Regions from separate parts of the Sus scrofa genome. Here region 1 is linked to region 2. A link is a contact called in public Hi-C data. All regions are on one chromosome and are shown on one strand. Each heading gives the region's core, a stretch centred on a gene start, on an enhancer-like site or on the middle of the called end of the contact. The rest is flanking DNA. Distances are from core to core; before and after follow the strand shown. Region 1 holds the start of RFWD2 (E3 ubiquitin-protein ligase RFWD2). Region 2 holds the start of MRPS14 (28S ribosomal protein S14, mitochondrial).

Region 1 (4,000 bases), core at 323-2,822, 980 kb after region 2:
CTTGGATTGGGTTGTAGATACAAAACCCAATGAAAATTCCCAAACACTCTCCAGCAAGACAATCAACTCCATCTTTCACTTATCAAGGATAACCTCTCTATGCCAAAAGTTGTAACTGTGTATCATTCAAGACTCTATGATGACAATTCCTAGTGTTTCTCAAATCCGAAGTTTCAGTATACTCTAATGTGTTAATACAAATGTAATACAGTTGCATCTGACACACGAATGACAAATATAAATGTGGTCCCCTCTTTCAAGACGTTCAGCTGAGAGGTGGAATTCTTTGGTGAACAGACTTCCTTGACTACAGGAGCGTCAACAACAGATTTAAAAGTGACCCAGCCTCTGAAGTGGGAGGAGATATTTACACGGACACACGATGGATATTTACATCAAATACTACTTCCCTTTAAACATCCATGTTTAGAGTACCATCCACCATACTTCCAATAAGAAAATTTTGACCACCAACTCCCTCCCTCAGCATCCCGGGAACCTTAAGCCTCTCTCTCTGTACAAGTTTTAATTAACCTCAACGAGCAATCCGGACTGACAGGGTGCCTAATTCCTCAGATAGCCAGAAAACGCAAGGCCCAACCTCCGTGCCCAACTTTCTCCTTTTCTGTACAGCAATTTATTTGACCTTCCATCGCTCCCCTTATTTATTACTCCCTAAACTCCCTCCACTTCTCCCCACCAGCATCGACGTCTTTAATACCTCCATCCTGCCATCCTGCCTCGGGACTCCCCCACCTCTCCTCACCAACCCCTGCAAACGCTCGGATCCCTCTGCAGACACCGCCACAGAGCCCAACACACCGCCCTCACCCCGGACCCCAGCCGCCCCAACAGCAGAAAGTCCTAAGGTAGAGAGAGGCAGAAGGCTGCTCGTCCAACGCACCAGACGAAGTCGTTGCTTTTGTCCTCATAGGAGTTGATGAGCCCGTTGCACAGGGGGGCGAGCAGAGGTCGCTTCCTGCTGCCGCTGCCTAGGCTGGAGCTGCTCCCTCCTACGCCAGCGCTGGGCCTGGCGGCGCAGCTCAGCCGGGACAGGCCCGCGGACACCGCCCCGGCGCTGCCGGACACGGCGGCCGCCACCAGCACAGGCCGCACCGGGCCCCCGAGGCCGCCAGAGCCCGCGGCCTGGGCCGCCCCGCCGGACCCCAGCGCCGCCGCCGAAGCTGCCAAGGAAGGGGGCGACGGGGAAGAGGATAAGGACGAGGAGGCGGAAGTCACCGAGGAGGCCGCCGAGGAGCCAGGGCTGGTCCCTGCGGAGCCCGAACCGACCTGGCGGCTCCCAGACATCGTGACTCCCTCCCCTCCGGACGGGCGCTCGGAGGAGAGGGACCTGCCGCCGCCTCCCTCCCCTCCGCCTCAGCGCATCCTGAGGACGAGCGACGCGCCGGGAGGTGGGGCTGAGAAACAATAAAGTTGATTTTTGTTAGGCAACCACACAGCAGCGTCCGGCGGGAGGGGGCGGAGGGAACTATTAAAGCAGAGCAGGAACCACTACCGCTCTCGAGGCCGCCGCCGCCGCCGCGATCACCGCCGCAGCCAACCCGGGCGCGCCGTGGGCCGGCCGTGCGCGCGCGCGAGCGGCGGAAGGGGCGGGAGCGGCGGGGGATACAACTTTAGACGCGCCCGCTGCCGGGGCGGTGCTCAGACACGCACGGCGCTCAGACACGCACAGCGCTCCCTGGGCGACGGCGGCCTAGCAACGACCGCTGCCCTCATCGAGAGCTGGTTTCCTTCGTGACGCGCCCGAGGGCAGGGCTGTCTTAAGGGGTGAAAGGGCTGCGGAGAGAGAGGAATGGATGGCAGTGGTGGCCGAGCGGTTTGGCGGAGGGGGAAGATGAGGAGCGCTCCAAAAGCGACTGCGCAGGCGCACCCTGGGCTCCGACCCTCGCAGGTTACCCAGGGTCCCAGCTCCAGGGGAAGAGGAGCGGCGCTGGCGGTGAGTCGCTGCACCACGCATGCGTGGCAGCGAGCCGCATTCCTGAACGTGGGCAGGGAGCGGTCGCTGCTGACTGGAAGGCGGCAGTGTGACCCAGTAGCTATGGCACAGCAGGTGCTTCCGAATCCGGGATTGGAGGCTCTGAAGCCTAGGACACACAGAAGGAACCTAGAAGCTCTGAGCAGTTGAAAAGAGCAGTGGACTAAGAGTCAAGGACTCTGGGCTATGCTTTAACCATTCCATAGTTTTGAAGTCAGTGAATAGTGCTTCGTAAATTACAAACATTATGGAAAGTTTATGGGTTCGACTATGATCTCTTGGATTTTGAAAAGTTATTTACCAAGTTAAGTATAAACATGAAAAAGCAAATTGTATTTAATCGGAACACAACTCGGTTAAAGCCCACATCTAACGTGGATTTGATGTGATTTCTATCACAAAACAAGGAAACCTAGCAGTTAATACCACCAGAAGATGCGATTTCTGGTAGGCTTTTTCGAATACTGAAAGTTGATTTCAGTTTTTCATTTGCCACTTTGAAACTCCCTAAGATTCTGGGAGATATAAATTAGAAACAACTAAACTGGAATTTTCGGTATCCCTTCCAACTCTATTATCTTGTGATTCTTAGAGGGAAAGATCTCTGATTTAATTCTGTCCTGGGTATTGAAGACTATAGTGCAACTATATGCACCTTTCCCTAGGAACACCTGTCCATGCTGAAGGGACAGCGCCAGAGAAGGCTGAGCCATTTACCTGGCAGTGAACTTGCATAAAGGTGCGAACCTACTGAGGACTGCCTTAGCCGCTCACCTGGAATTCCCAGCTCAAGTTTCTGCTCAGAATAATGATAGGTATGAGCATATCAGATTTCCAAGAACCATCTCCCTTTTATGAGCATTGCATTTTCCAACTTTGTTTAAATTCACTTTCAAGAGCCAACTGATGTGAAGCTTTACTGACTCCTAGGCAGGAAGAGTTGCACCCTCATTTCTGCTCCTAGAATATTTTGTTTGCACATATAATGTATTTTAGTGGTGTATATGTTTGTCTTCCACTAGCCTATCAGCTTCAGCTTTGTGCTCCTAACATGTAACACAATACTTGACCTATGATAAGTGCCTGTAGGGGTAAAAGAGTTTATATGGGGGAGCCATACTTTAAAGAGCCTCTAATCTACTTTGAAAAATAGCCTACAAGCAGCTGGAAACAATGAAGGCATTAAGTGGGGGTAAAATACTTTCACAATGGTGTTTTGAAGATTAAATGTTCAGAATAATCTTTGAGCAGAGGTGGGAGATTAGGAGCAAAGAAACGAATTAGGAGAAAATTATAACAGTCTAAGCATAGGTGATTAGATTCTAGATTAGGGTGCTGACAAGGTAGGTAAAGGAGTATTTCTGGAAACACACACACACACACACATGCAAAAGAGTCTACAGCATTAAGTTATTCTCTGTAAAAGAATACAATCCTTTAGGACATGACCTATGTCTGTCATCATAGGCTTTCCTAGTGATTGATACGAAGCCCAGTAAGTTGATTACATAAAAATGATAGAACACAGGGATAAATGACTCCAATGATGACTCCAGGTGTGCCAACATGACAATTATAGATGGCCAATGGATGGTTTAATTTTGGATGTGTTAAGTAAGCATGGGATGAAAATACACTCAAATAACCATATCTAGGCAGTGACTGAAAGTTCGGGCTAAGGCACAGGAGAAAATTCAGCACATAGCAGAAATAAAACTGCAGTTTCCTAAGCTTTATCTCCAGAGATTCTGACTCTGGTTCTGGGCTAAGACATGAATTTGCATTCTTATCAGCACCCAAGTGAACCTGATGCAGGTGACTGACCTTTTGAGAAATACTGTGATAAATATTTTATCAGGTAGGAGTTGCTGTTGTGTGCACAGTGGAGACGAATCTGACTAGTATCCATGAGGATGCGGGTTCAATCCCAGTAGGTTAAGGATCTGGCATTGCTTGGATCTGCTGTGGCTGTGGCTGTGGCTGGCAGCTGTAGCTCTGATTCGA
Region 2 (4,031 bases), core at 934-3,433:
CATGAGTGAAATTTCAATACTGATTTGAAACATGACTGGGTCAAATGAATACCGTGGTCACTGTGGCTTGAAATGAGCAACATGGAAAGGGGGCTTTGACAAGGCTTTGAAGGACTGACAGAATTCTGATACAGATGGGAGGTGGGGAAGGGAGAGAAGGTGATGTCTGTCCAAACCTAAAGAAAAAATGAACAAGATTACAGTTGTAAGGTCAGGGGACATCATTCTGGCTTTCTCCAGTTGCTCTTTTTCTCCCACAACTGGGAGAAAACATCCTTGCTTTTCACTGCAGCTCCTTGCTGAAAGGAAGCTTTGACTCTTGTGCCATTGAGTTATACTCCCACTGCCCGTCACTGTTGCAATCATCTACCACAGCCCCCACCATTCCCTTTCATTTTTCATTCACTGTATCCTGGGCCCACTGTCATTCTCTCCAGTATTCTTCCTGTCTTAATTCCTGGTGATTCCAATATATATGAACTTATACCCTGATCTCTCCATTTCTCGAACTCTTTCCCTCCAGTGGTTTTTGTCCTCCATTCTTCTTCACCTATTCACTTTCATGCCCCAGGTCTTTCATTACCAGTAAGTGCAAGCTTTCTATCATCATCATCATCATCACCACCCGAGGCACGTGGAAGTTCCCGGGCTAGAGACTGAATTCGAGCTACAGCTGCGGCTACACCAGATCTTTAATTTGCTGGCCAGGGCTCGAACCCATGCCTCTGCAGCGACCCGAATCACCACGGTTGAATTCTTAACCCACTGCATCAGAGCAGGAACAACAAGCATTCTATTTAATAACTGCGTTAATTCTCTATCACTTCTTTCCAGCTTGCTCCTTCTAACACCCAATAACAGCCACTCCGGGACTATTATTGGCTAGGGAGCACTTCAAGTTAACTAGAAGAATGTAATTCCTAATTTTACTTAATTTTATTTAATTAAAAATTTTAAAGAATTTAAAAATTTAAACAACCAAGGTAAATATCAAGTAACTGTTTTGATACTACATTTTCCATTTCAATGGTGGAAAATTTAGCATCCGAACTAAGATGTACTGTAAGTTTAAAATACATACTTCATTTTAAAGATCTATATTTAAAAAAATAAATATATCCCTTTACAGATTACATGTTGAAGTAACAGTATTTTGGATATACCTATTAAAATATTTCAATAAAATTAATTTCATCTTTTAATTTTTAAACGTGACCGCTATAAAACTTTAAATTACATATGTGGTTGGCATTTTATTTCTACTGGACAACGGTATTACAGATAACTCTTCAAGTTCCTGAGACCAAAAAAACCGAACACTAGTCACCACCTCTTGCCTACACAGCTCCAGCAATTCTCTCTCCTACATTTTCCCCACTCTACAGAATTTTTCCCTTTAACACAAAAACATGCAGTTACTTCTGCCACGTTAAAAATACACACACACAAAACACCTGTTCTTAACTCATCTCCTCTCCAGCTACCGACTCCCTTTTCTGCTCCCCTTTGCAGCAAAACGTCTTCAAATGCTCATCTCCAATTTCTTTCCTCCCGCTGTCTTGAACGGTTTCGCCCCTACTACGCAAAAAAACAACTATGATCAAGGTCCCACCAACTTTCTCACTACTAAACCCGACAGGCAACTATCGGCCCTTTTTAAAATTGATTTTGAGCAGAGTTGCCTACTCCCTGATCTTGGAATGCTTTCAGGCCACCACGCTCCTTCCTCGCTCTGCTCCTTTGAAGTCTCCTTTGCTCCGTTCTCTTAACACTGGAGTCCCTAGGGCCTCATTCCTCGGACTACTTCTGTCTCCACCTACATTCCTTAAAAAATGGAGTCAATCTGCAGCTTTGAACCCCACTTAGTTATAAGCGAATACCAAATTTAAAATCGCAGCTCAGCCCTCCCCTTAATCAGACAGAAGGGAAGTGGGGAGAGGGAGAACACTGACACGGGTCTGCACTGGACGCTACAGGTGGCAGAATGGTGGGCGACTCGCAGGTTTGGAGGTTCAGGGGAAAGAGGAGAGAGGGTATAAACGCGTGGGCCAGACCTGCCGGACGGTCCGCAGCAGAAAACCCAGCATGGAAGCCGCCATATTGTCCGCCGCAAGCGGCAAACCGCTGCAACTTTATTAACACAGCCGGAAACAGCGGACACGAGGGGCGGGGTCTGGGCCGCAGGGGGTGGGGTCTTTAGCGTACCGGCAGAAGGGAGAAGTTATTGGATAGGAGTTCTCGCGGTATTCAACGGAATTTGGGAATTAACAATCTGGAAGCGGAGTTGTGCTACTGACCGTGGAGGCTGACGCTCTTCACCTGTTCCTCTCAGATTCTTTACACAACCTCTTAAATTAACTGTGTCCCCACCCACCTCCATTTCTTTCCCCTACTCCCACCTGCCAGTTCATTCATTATCACTAGTTTCTGTTTCTCAAGTTCTCTCGCTCAACTTGCTTCTCCTGTACCCGCCATTAGTTTATTTGCCAGAAACCTAGAATTATGGTCAGCTCTTCCTCTGTTATCCCTTACGTAGATTTTGCAGGTATCTCCTTTCTCTCCGCTATATGATGAGAATGATCAAGTTGCTAATGGCAATGCTACAATTCCCATTTATATGTCTAGGGTTTAAAAAATAAATTTTAAAAATACAGTTTGCATATTGGAGCTTTAGGTGAAAAGGGCTTAAAACATTTGGGGGTTTTTCAGGTGGAGGGGAGCCTTGGCATTTAAAACTGCTGTTTTCAGTCTGTAGGTCAGAGAACTTTGAGTTCAGTTTCATAGCAAATGTCCTTTGTCTGGAATAAACTCTGAGGTGCCCCTTTGTGCGGATGTAAGGCAAGTACTACCCACCTACCGTCCTGGTGAAAGAATATCAAGGACTGTATCTTAGTGGGACCTGTATTTTAGATGTGTTGATTGATGAAGGAGGAGTTGCCTGTGTGTTACTTATATCTGCATCATTGAACAGGAATCTTGTGGAAAGGGAAGATGAGTACATACTCCTTTTTTTTTTTTTTTTTTTTTTTTTTAAGAAGATCAAGTTTATTGGGACATAGCTAACGGACTGGGGAGACACTGACTGAGACCAGCTGGCAGGAAAGGACAGCATAAGCCCCTATCATAGCAGAAGCAGAAAATTCTTGAACAGGGGTCAGGCAGCCACCTATTCCTAATTCTAGCCCATGTAATGCCCTTCTCTCTCCTCCCCACAGTTGAAGGTCATTTTCTGCAATTGTAATAGGGAAGAACCTATGTATTCTATTAAAAGTTAATCACTGAAGGGATGTTACTTATAAGCTAAAATTACACATAATGGTCCATCTCTGGTGACCCTGCCTCCCAGGTAATGAGAGTTAAGCTAAAATACCTTTGTTTAGCTCACAGAAAACATCCTGACCAGGCCCAACTATGAATGCCTGCAGGAAGGAAGAAATTAACACATGCCTCTGGAGTTGACCTGGAACCAGGACTTTATCCCCTCCCCTTTTAGTATATATATATTTTTAAAAAAGCCATAATTCTAACTCTGGGAAGATGATTTTTTGGGACACCATTGCCCCATCTTGTTGGTTTGCTGGCTTTTGGAATAAAGCCACTATTCCTTGCTCCAACAACATGTCTCCAGTTTACTGACCCGCCTTGCAGCAAGCAGTACACCCTTAGACTCAGTAACACAATCAGCTCATGAAATGGGTGAGCCAGCTGTATACACAGTGTCCTTTTTTTAAAATTGAGGTAAAATATATATAAAATAATTTTTACTATATTTAACCATTTTTAAGTGTACAGGTGGATGGCTTTAAATACATTCACATTATTGTACAACCATCACCACTGTCCATCCCCAGAACTTTACCTTCCCAGACTGAAACTCTGTACCTATTAAACAGTAACTCCTCATTCCCCCTGTACCCCAGCCTCTGGTGACCACCATTCTGCTTTCTATCTCTATGAATCTGACTACTCTACATACCTCATATTAGTCGAACCACACACTTGTTTTGTGTCTGGCTTCTTTCTTTAATATT

Evidence for each region. A called contact is a pair of places that touch in the nucleus more often than the background predicts.
Region 1: a contact with region 2 is called in a Hi-C map of alveolar macrophages, with 2.6 times the contacts expected there. The contact joins the promoter of RFWD2 here to the promoter of MRPS14 in region 2. A contact is called at or near these places in 3 of 47 Hi-C or Micro-C datasets (alveolar macrophages, embryonic fibroblasts and heart right ventricle).

What each region holds. Positions count from the first base shown.
Region 1 is chr9:118,112,696-118,116,695 of Sscrofa11.1, forward strand. RFWD2 (E3 ubiquitin-protein ligase RFWD2) reads right to left here and starts at 1,573. Exons shown (of 20, transcript XM_021063674.1): 1 at 905-1,573. The coding sequence starts at 1,308.
Region 2 is chr9:117,135,005-117,139,035 of Sscrofa11.1, forward strand. MRPS14 (28S ribosomal protein S14, mitochondrial) reads right to left here and starts at 2,184. Exons shown (of 3, transcript XM_013989625.2): 1 at 2,055-2,184. The coding sequence starts at 2,099.